Linked DNA regions of Mus musculus: region 2 is linked to region 1. A link is a contact called in public HiChIP or PLAC-seq data. All regions are on one chromosome and are shown on one strand. Each heading gives the region's core, a stretch centred on a gene start, on an enhancer-like site or on the middle of the called end of the contact. The rest is flanking DNA. Distances are from core to core; before and after follow the strand shown.

Region 1 (4,923 bases), core at 1,091-3,590:
CCTCACATAATGTAAGCTCTGAAAGAAACATTGTTTTGAATTTAGACTATAAAAAAGACCCTCAAGAGAAAATGCAAAATGCAAGCTCTTTATTAATGCCAGGATGGGGCAGCCTGACCTTGACTGATGAATGGGTCTCTGTGGCTACCCACTTATTATTTATTTCTGAAATGTTACTGCAAAACGATTTCTATGCATTGCTGCTTAAGACCTTTAGTGTTGGTTTTTGTCTGCATTCACTGTGTTATGTTAACTGTTTTCACTTCCTTAACTTTATAGTGAAATAAATACAGAAATTTATGGTAAAGCTTTCTGTAACTTACACTGTCACTTCATTTCAACATGATTAGTAGTTGATCTTCCTTGCCAACTTCACAGGGTTTAGAATCAATCATGCAGGAGAGAGACCCTCTTGAGGTGTCCATAACATTTCCAGAGAGGTTTAACTCAAAGGGGGAAGCTATACTTTGGATACAGGGAACAACATCCCAAGGGCTGAGGCCCAGAATGAACAAAAGGGAGAAGGCCTATTGGAGCACCAGCGTTCATTTCCCCCAGCTACACCCTGACAGGAGTAACCAGCTACTCCACACTCCTGCTGCCTGCTCCTGCAGCTTCACCACAAGGATAGACTGTATCCCTTCAAACCGTGAGCCCGAATCAACCCTTCTTTCCTTAGGTTGCTTTTGTCGAGTATTTTGTCCTGACTTTGGAGCCAGCAGCATAATGAGAAGGTTAAGTAGATGTTACTTGAGGGGACTTCCTTAGGGAAAAGAAACACTTGTCCCTTTCTCTGAAGGAGGACTTGGCAAGCTGCACTCTTTTTTTTTTCTTTCCATTTTTTATTAGGTATTTAGCTCATTTACATTTCCAATGCTATACCAAAAGTCCCCCATACCCACCCACCCCCACTCCCCTACCCGCCCACTCCCCCTTTTTGGCCCTGGCGTTCCATCCAAACGCTGACACCATTGCATACACTAGCAAGATTTTATCGAAAGGACCCAGATGTAGCTGTCTCTTGTGAGACTATGCCGGGGCCTAGCAAACACAGAAGTGGATGCCCACAGTCAGCTAATGGATGGATCACAGGGCTCCCAATGGAGGAGCTAGAGAAAGTACCCAAGGAGCTAAAGGGATCTGCAACCCTATAGGTGGATCAACATTATGAACTAACCAGTACCCCGGAGCTCTTGACTCTAGCTGCATATGTATCAAAAGATGGCCTAGTCGGCCATCACTGGAAAGAGAGGCCCATTGGACACACAAACTTTATATGCCCCAGGGCAAGCTGCACTCTTAAGGGCAGAATTAAAAAGATCCCCACCCCCATCCCCAAGTCACAGCAAGAATCAGAACATAGCCTCGTCTTCATTGGTTTGCTGGATTTCAAAACAAATCTTAGAGGCTGGAGAGCTGGCTTGGTGGTTAGGAGTGCTCTTACATTAGTGCTCTTACAGAGGACCAGAGTGCACTTCCCAGCCCCCATATTAGTCCACTGCCAACTGCAATTCTAGTTCTAAGGGTACCAGATACCCTCTTCTGTCCTTTATAGACACTCACATGTGCTTAGGTGCACACTCATTCACACACACACACACACACACACACACACACACACAGACTCGCTCTCTCACACATACAAATACATTAACAAAAATAAAAGTCCTTAAAAACAAATCTCTGCAGCTTGCTCTACTAATCTTTGTGTTTTGTGTGTGTGTGTGTGTACATGTGTGTTGGGGGGATAAGCACATGTGTGTGTGCATGTGTGTCGGGGGGATAAGCACATGTGTGTGTGCATGTGTGTGTGGACATGTGTGTCGGGGGGATAAGCACATGTGTGTGTGCATGTATGTGCATATGTGTGTGTGTGGACATGTGTGTTGGGGGATAAGCACATGTGTGTGCAGTGTACAAGTTGATTATCATCATCTCCACCGTCTGGCAAGCTCCACTTGACATTCCCAGACAATAAGTGAAAGTCACATGACAATGTTCCTACTAACTCCTTTCACTTTAAAAAAAATCTGAAGGCATCATTATGATTTGGGGACAATAAACATCAAAAAGTATCAAGGCTTTAAAAGAAAATCCTGATTTTTTTTTTTTAAAGAAATAAAAGTATCCATGGACCAGGACCTGACTCCATTCCACAGAGGCACAATGGAGCAGAGTGGGAGGGGCCAAAGATTTCCTATTTTCTACTTTTGTTTTTACATAAGGAAGCACCTGCTGCCACTCTTCAGAGCCCTGGTGGGAGCCATCTCCCAGAGAGCTCCTGGGAGCAGCAGCGGGCCCCACCGCCCAGCCTCTGAAACAGGAACTCCTACAGGTTCCCCAGTAGGCTCAGGGTCCAATTGTTTCAGAATCACTGCCTGCTATACTGGCTAAAACTCAGGCTCCTGTACTCCTGGACCTGCAGAATCAGTGGAGAGGGACTAACAACAGCACCCCCAAGTGATCATTTCTAGTTCATTTCTACTTGCTAAAGCTGATACCATAAAAAGATACTCTATCAAAAGGCATCTTATTTGGAATAAAAATGAGACTACTTGTTACCTGGGCTTCACTGTTTCGACATGATTTACTCCCCTGCTCACCCTTGCTCATGTGGACCACGCTGTGGATACACTGGACTAAAAGGTGCTGGAAGTTGTATAACAAAAGAGGAAGTAGAAGAAAACACACAGTTTGCACATCTGCTGTTTTTTATATAAGTGTGAGAATTTCCTGTTTTTCTGAAATCATCAAATGGTTGCTATTGGCTATTTATAATATTTGCTACTATTTTCAGACCTAATTTTCACTTCTCCCACTTGAATGGCTATTTAAAGACACACCCACGCTCAGTTCAAGGGCCCTGAGATTTCAGTCCAGTGGTCTCTTAAATCACACCTTAACATCCTAGGAAAGCAAGAACTTTTGAAGGTGGGGGTTAGTCATTTCCACAGATAACCAGCACCATCTAGTGGACGCAAATAACCCTTTGTCAAAGTCGGGCCCTGGAAGAGGCCGAGAAAGTGGGTTGTTGGTGGAATCTCAGGGCAGATTCGCTCTGCAGTGACTGGGGATGGGGAGCGGACACTAATCTTTTGCTGCTCACCTTCCCAAATATAAATCTGCACAATCATTATGCCAACCAGGGGGGTGTGGGGAAATAAATGGGAAATGAAGAATCCGAGCCATGTCTTGAGCATCCTGTAAATGTCATTTTTTTTTTCCAGTGATGTAAGGCACAGAATCCGGGGAGCTGGGGCCCCATCGTGGCGCACACTATTAACAACCCTTAGGAAGAAAAGGCTTTTGAGCTTGGTCTGTGATAACTATGCTCTCCCATCTCAACGTTACAGTTGGCATGAGCTTATGGTGCGAAGAGGGAAGCCGGGGCACTGCATCTGGCAGTTGGAGCCCAGATGGAATGCAATGTGGGCTTTTTCTCAGTCCTTCAAATCTGACTCCACTCAGAAGGCGGGTGTCAAGAGCAGGAGAGACAGGAAACAAAAACAAAATCTAACTCCCAAATCAACACTGCCATATGTGCCCACCCTGGAATAAGACCAGGGGAAGTTAGCTTAAAATACATTCATTCTACAAAAACTACTCATGAATTCCTCGAGAAGGAGTAACACTCTTCAGAGAGTACCCACAGAAGAACACAGAACTGTAGAAAACACAGCTTAGGAAAAGATGGCACGTTCTGTCATATTTGAATGGTAACTGTTTTGAGAGTGTTGCCCTCGATATGATGCAGAAGTACATGCAAGAAATGAGGACAAAATACAAAACAAAGTGGTTTATTAAAGTTTGCTCTCAAGGTCCACAGAGCCTCTAAGCAGTTAGCAAAACGAGAACAGTTGGAAGCGAATCAAGTGGGGAGAATATAGAGACGGAAGGTAACTTATCAAGATTGTTTTATGCAAAATATAAACAAGGACTTAGTGTGGAATAACAACAGAGTGAGGGACACAGAGTTGGTTCCATTTGGTTTATGGAATTCTCATGTTGCATACATTTTAAAAGGCAACTGTTTAAAAAAGGAAAACACCAGAGATCACACGAAGTCTTCGTAGCTCTGTATTTTCTAAGTTTTTTTTCCAAACTCTGTCGCATCACCAAGAAATGTGAGAAAATTTAATGGTTCTCATTAAGCATCCAATATAAAAACTGGAGGGAGGGCCTGGGAGATGGCTCACTGGGTAAAAGCACTTGCCATTGGAGTATGAGAACCCGAGCTCTTAGATCTAAAGCCCCATAAAAGCTGGAGGCGGTAATAGACATCTGCATGCCCAGAGCTCCTCTGGGGAGATGGGGGTGGAGAAAGAAAATTCTAGAAAGTTGATGGGTTAGCCAATCTCAGTCTCACATATGCCCTGAAAAGACAATAAAGGGACTCTGTCTTAAACAAGGTGGAAGGCAAGTATTGATACTTGAGATTGCCCTCTGATCTCCACACCCATATTGGCACACCTGGGTTGCATTTGTACATGTGTATAATATAGACCTGCACAGGATGCACACACTTACACATGCACACACATACAAAGAAAAAAATGGCCTTTGTGCACAGAACAGAAGCGATGTGTAGGCACATGGAGATGATTTACCTGTAACTCCTCAAAAAAAAAAAAAAAAAAAAAACCAAGCAAACAAACAAAAAACAGTTGGAGGTTCTAGGAGCCCTGACATCCATCACCTGTGAGGGTCCCTTCAAAGACCAAATCAGCATTTTATCAAAATCATTCATTGGGTGATGTATTTACAGTTAAAGGTGGAGAAGGTGGTGTGAAATTTCTGATATCTTTGCTCTCAGGTACAGCCCTGATGTCAGAGTTTATGCAATGGTGGTTTTACTATACAATGGAGTTAAGAACTCCAATCCATGGGGCTGAAAACCCCCTCAGTTCCTTCAGTCTCTTCCTT
Region 2 (4,923 bases), core at 1,435-3,934, 520 kb before region 1:
TAGTGGGGAGTGGGGTAGAAAGTGATGAATCTGGCCCCAGGCACATAGCCCCAATGCAGGCGCTCCAGAAGGGACAACTCTGTATGAAATAATCTTTCCCTGAACTCAGAGACTCATCTGGATGTCACTGTGGTCCCACAGAGTGACCAGGACAGATGAGGGGAGCTGTTCATACTATTAAGAAAGGCAATGGTCATTTTAAAAGTACAAATAATTAACTATTCAAACATCTCTGAAGCCAATGACTTTATAAATTACTGTAGAACTGAAAGTTGTGCCTGGAGATAGAGTACTTGGAGGCCAGCCTAGGCAAACAAGATCTCTGTCTCTGTCTCTGTCTCTCTGTCTCTCTTTCTATCCACCCCTTTTGCTTTTGATATATAGCCCAGGTTGGCCTCAAAGTCATGGCACTCCCCTCCTTAGCCTCCCAAACTGAGATTGCATATCGGGATGGCCTTGAACTCTATGCTTCTGCTTCCCAAGTGAGTTCTGGGGTTAATTTGCTACCACGCTTGAATTTTTTTTTTTTTAAAGACAGATACTCTCTCTGTAGGCTAGGTGAAGATGCAGAGGCGGGGCCAAAAGGAAGGGTCTTGGGAGGCCAAGGAAAGGGAGAAAGCAAGGTCTATGTAGTTTAGAGTAGCGTTGAACTTGTGATCTTCCTGTTCAGCCACCTGAGGGCTGGCATCACAATTGCATGTTACCTTGAGGGTGGAAATGAGGATGTAATGTTCTTTGTACACATAAGGCTCAAGTTTCATCTCTAGAACTGGGAGGAAAGGACTGCAGTGTGTGTGTGTGTGTGTGTGTGTGTGGTGTGTGTGTGTGTGTGTTTGTGTGTATGTGTGTGTCTGTGTGATGTGAGTTTGTTGTGTAGTGTGTTTGTGTGTGTCTGTGTGATAATTTTGTGGTGTAGTGTGTCTGTGTGTGTCTATCTCTGTGTGTGTGTGATGTGTATAGTATGTACTTTTTATGGTATAACTATCCCCAGGGTGGTGCTTGATTCAACAGGAGCATATTTGTGTTTCTTCTCTTGAGTTGAACAAAATTGTTATGCCTGTGTAGTATCCACGGTCTCTGGGGAACTTCAGAGATCAGCAGGGGTTCCAGAGGACTGCTGGAAGAGAACAAGTAGTTCCCATGCCTGGGAGAAATGAAGAGACCAGACAGGACTGTTCCTTGGCAAGATGTGCCAGACAGCCAATGATGCTGTAGCCCCTTGTACAGATGCTCCTGGTCCTGGGCCCTGCCCTGATTTGTCACTGTTCCCTCCCTCCCTCCTCTCCCCCCCCTTTTTTCTGCAGTGCTTGGGGATGGAGCCTAAGGCTTTGCCAATGCTAGAAAAAAATGCTTTATCACTGAGCTGCAACCCCTACCCCCAGCCCCAGTCCCACCTTCTTTTGGTCAGGTTGTGGCTCCAAGCAGAGTCCCTGGCCTGTGCTCTGGTCTGGAGAATATACCCATACTGTGATTTGCCCTCTTGAATAAGATTTTATCTCTCTCAGGGTAATAATTTAATAAAAGAGGGAGAAAACATTTGCTTCCACCTGTGGGGCTTTCTCCTGCTTCTGAGAAACAGAATGTACAATTTAAATCCGATAATCTGAGATAAGGTGTCTGCAACTGCCTTTTGCCTCTTAAAAATGCCTTTTATTTCAGTCCAGGCAGGAAAGAGATGAAGTGTCATGTCTGAAGAGAGATTCTGGGGGCGGCAGAGTCAGGCAGGACACACAAATGGCGCCATATTGCTACCTGGCCAGACTGTTCCACCACACGTCTGATGAAGTCAGAAAAATGAAGGGTACCCAGTTCTGGGAATGGGCGCTCAGTGGGAAGGTGGTTTTTTTTTTTCTCTTCCACCCCCCCCCCCAGGCTCCTTCAGCGGTCATGGCTTCAGTCTAGTTTTTGCCATACACGGAGGCTAAAGCCAGTGTGTACACAAGCAGGAGGCCATGCAGGGAAAACAAACAACGATTTGCTGGGCAGCAGAGCAACCGATGGCAGTGGGCAGACAAGGAACTGATGGTGATGGACAGACAGTCAGCCCGTGGTGTAGATCCCAAATGTCGCCTTCTCTCCCTAGGATACCTGCTTTGGCCAGCCTTTTTTCCCCCCGTTGTACATGCACACCCCTTTGCTCACTGACATGCAGACCGACATAGCTGCGGTCCTGAGGCCTTTTGCAAAGACGCAGAGGCAAGGCCTCAGGGAGTTGGGGAAGCTCTAGAAGCTAAGGAAATGGACATCTGCGGCCTTAGGGGAAAGGAGAGAACAGTGGGTGGGGCAGGTCCCCCAGGAGGTGAAAGCAACGAGAACTGGTATTATCAAGTGTCGATGAGAGAGGATGAACTAGCCAGGCAAAATGAAGGTGTACAATCATACTCGCCTCGGGAAAAGGCTTTCAGAAGAGAGCTGGGGAATGGATGAGGTGATATGTGGCGGCGGCTATTTAGGATACCTGATGCAGGCTTACTGAGAAGATCTTCCAGCAGGATCTACGGAGGGGTTCTTCCTACTTGTTCCGGCAGCTGCCTTCTGGGGCTAATGTATTCCCCTCAGGCCGCTGCTTGCGGTTCAGAAACTGGCAAAGAGAAGATCGCTGCAGCAGCTGGGGCTGCTACCACCGTCCATGCCCGTGGGCGGCGCCGCTGTCCGGGCTCTGGTGCTGAAGCAGCGGCAGCGGTGGGATCTTGCGCATGCGTCAGCTCCAGAGGCCAGTCGCTGGGCGGGGCCGAAGAGAAATCCGCCAATGGACAGAGGGCAGGAAGGATGGAGGGGAGACAGGGACACGAGCTGCGGCAGAGCCGCAGCATGGGGGGCTGGGGGTTCGTTGTCACGAAGGTTGTAGGCTGCAGTACAGGCCTCTCTACCCTGACCAGCTCTCATCATTGTCCTTAGTAATATGGCCAGACCGTCCCTCCTGGACGCCTTGTACTTTTTACAAGAAACTAAAAAGGAACAACCCGGGTAAAATCCTCCCAACTTGAACCCCAGGCATCCACACTTTGTAACGCAGGGAAGCAGAGAGGTTGGGTCTCATAAATACCCTTATTTCTCTAGGCTTCTCTCAGTGTTCTGTCCTCCCGAGGGAGAGATGGGTATCTGCTCGAGTTGGGTCACTCCTCCCATTTTGGACCTGGCTCTGAGCCTGCGGCCTCTTCCTACATTAAAGCCTCTTCTCGAATCTTTTAAGTGCGCAACAAGGGATAGGGGGAGTGAGAGGAGGAGGGATGCCCAGCCCCTTTCATGCAGTTACCACCACTCTCCACCTACAGAGAGACCTGATAGCCACCCACTTCGGAGCACTTGCCAGCCCCGACGAGGGACTAGCTGTGAAGGAATTGAGGTGTTGGTCGGAAGGGCAGGCCTGGCTAGAGAACTGTAGTTGAATTATAGTGAATACCAGAAGTAGGAGAAGCCTCAGTGTAGAGGAGTCCTTGGTAGATTTGGTTAGGCAAAAGAAAAAACAAAAAACAAAAAACAAAAAACAAAAAAACAAAAACAAAACAAAAACAAAAAAAAAAAAAAACAAAAAAACTTCACAACAAGCAGGCTGTTTTGGGCCTGGCTGTGCTGTGCATGGAGGTGACAAGCTAGAAGCAATGGGCTGAGGAGAGTCAGACTCAAGAGATTTGGCTTAAAGATATCCCTTAATTGTGTCCAAGTGCTGGTCTAGGCAGGCACGGGTTCTAGAGCCCGGGCTGAGTGGATCTGGAGGTTTAGAAGTAAGTGCCTTGAGTGACTTACAGTTGGCTGCAGAGATAAAGGCAGCCTTAAATCAGTGCCAGGAGGCCAGGGTGTGGCTAGACCTAGGAGATGGTTGATAGCACCTCTGATCTACAATTTGTGGCAGAGAAAGGGCAGGGTACAAAGAGAGACATTTCTTTCGAATAGCTTTAAAGCAAGCTTCCTGGAGACAGTGGAGCTGCGGCTGGCTGGGGAGGTTTTGGAAATGTGAAGGCATGAAAGACAGGCAGAGCATGCTTCACCTGGAGTGGGATTTAGGAGACTGTAACAAAAGAAGGTTGGGAGTTCAGTATGTTTTCAGGAAATGGTGAGAATGTACTCAGAGCTGTGGAAGCCCCCATCAGATCAGTGATCTTCAGCAGCGATATGTTGTGGGTACCACTCAGTCAAGTTTCTGAGAATGCCAAGACGGATATCTGGCCTTCATAGTAATGAAATTTAGATAGAACTGGGCTCTGAGGACCAGTCGGATATGAAGAAAGACAGTCTCTAACAACAACAAATATGGCCTCCAAGAGGCTATTTATTTGCAAGGGAAAATTCTAGTTTAGACCCGGTGCCAGGTCAGCTGGGGATTCCATGCAGACTCCTCATCTTGTGTCTTCATTTCTTCTGATTTCTCAGTGATGTGGACCAGGGTGAGGGCCACAGTGCCCTGGGCCATGGCCATGGGATGGGCCACCATGCCCTGGAGGGTGATGTCCTCCAGGACAGTGCCCTGGGCCATGGCCATGGGATGGGCCACCATGTCCTGGAGGGTGATGTCCTCCAGGACAGTGCCCTGGGCCATGGCCATGGGATGGGCCACCATGTCCTGGAGGGTGATGTCCTCCAGGACAGTGTCCTGGGCCATGGCCAGGGTGTGGACCACCAGGTCCTGGAGGGTGATGTCCCTCATGACAGTGTCCCGGACCATGGCCAGGGGGTGGCCCACAATGCCCCTGTGGAAAGCCAAAAGAGAAATGCCAGGGTACAAAGCCAATGCCAATGGCTGCAGTCGATTCTTCTTTACGTCCCCTCCCCAAGGGACTCAGGATTCCTGGGCATCTGCAAGGGGTGTAGTAGGAAGTTGGGTGATACAGATAGCAAGGAACTGCTCCTAGCCCTGCTTCTTTTGCAGTGAAGCCCTTTAGTATCAGGCAATGAAAAGGGGAAAGAGTCTGGATGCTTTAGGTT

Evidence for each region. HiChIP or PLAC-seq counts read pairs in DNA pulled down with a chosen protein or histone mark.
Region 2: an H3K27ac HiChIP or PLAC-seq map of large pre-B cells shows a contact between it and region 1, with 5 times the contacts expected there. The contact joins the promoter of Disp2 here to the enhancer-like site in region 1. A contact is called at or near these places in 3 of 39 promoter capture datasets (the HPC-7 cell line, hippocampal neurons and pre-B cells), 1 of 15 datasets of contacts at CTCF or cohesin (large pre-B cells), 2 of 115 datasets of contacts at active chromatin or transcription factors (embryonic stem cells and large pre-B cells) and 1 of 9 other capture datasets (embryonic stem cells).

What each region holds. Positions count from the first base shown.
Region 1 is chr2:118,261,373-118,266,295 of GRCm38.p6, reverse strand. No RefSeq gene overlaps it. Among named protein-coding and RNA genes, the nearest start is that of Fsip1, 6.9 kb to the right of the region's middle. Within about 2 kb of position 2,340, at least 56 of the 459 cell types and tissues checked have an H3K27ac peak or open chromatin away from gene starts, as enhancers often do. A contact at or near this core is called in pre-B cells, where this site is marked.
Region 2 is chr2:118,777,480-118,782,402 of GRCm38.p6, reverse strand. It overlaps Disp2 (dispatched RND tramsporter family member 2), which reads right to left and starts at 2,684. Exons shown (of 8, transcript NM_170593.3): 1 at 2,459-2,684. Phgr1 (proline/histidine/glycine-rich 1) reads right to left here. Exons shown (of 4, transcript NM_001145644.2): 4 at 4,238-4,688. The coding sequence ends at 4,368.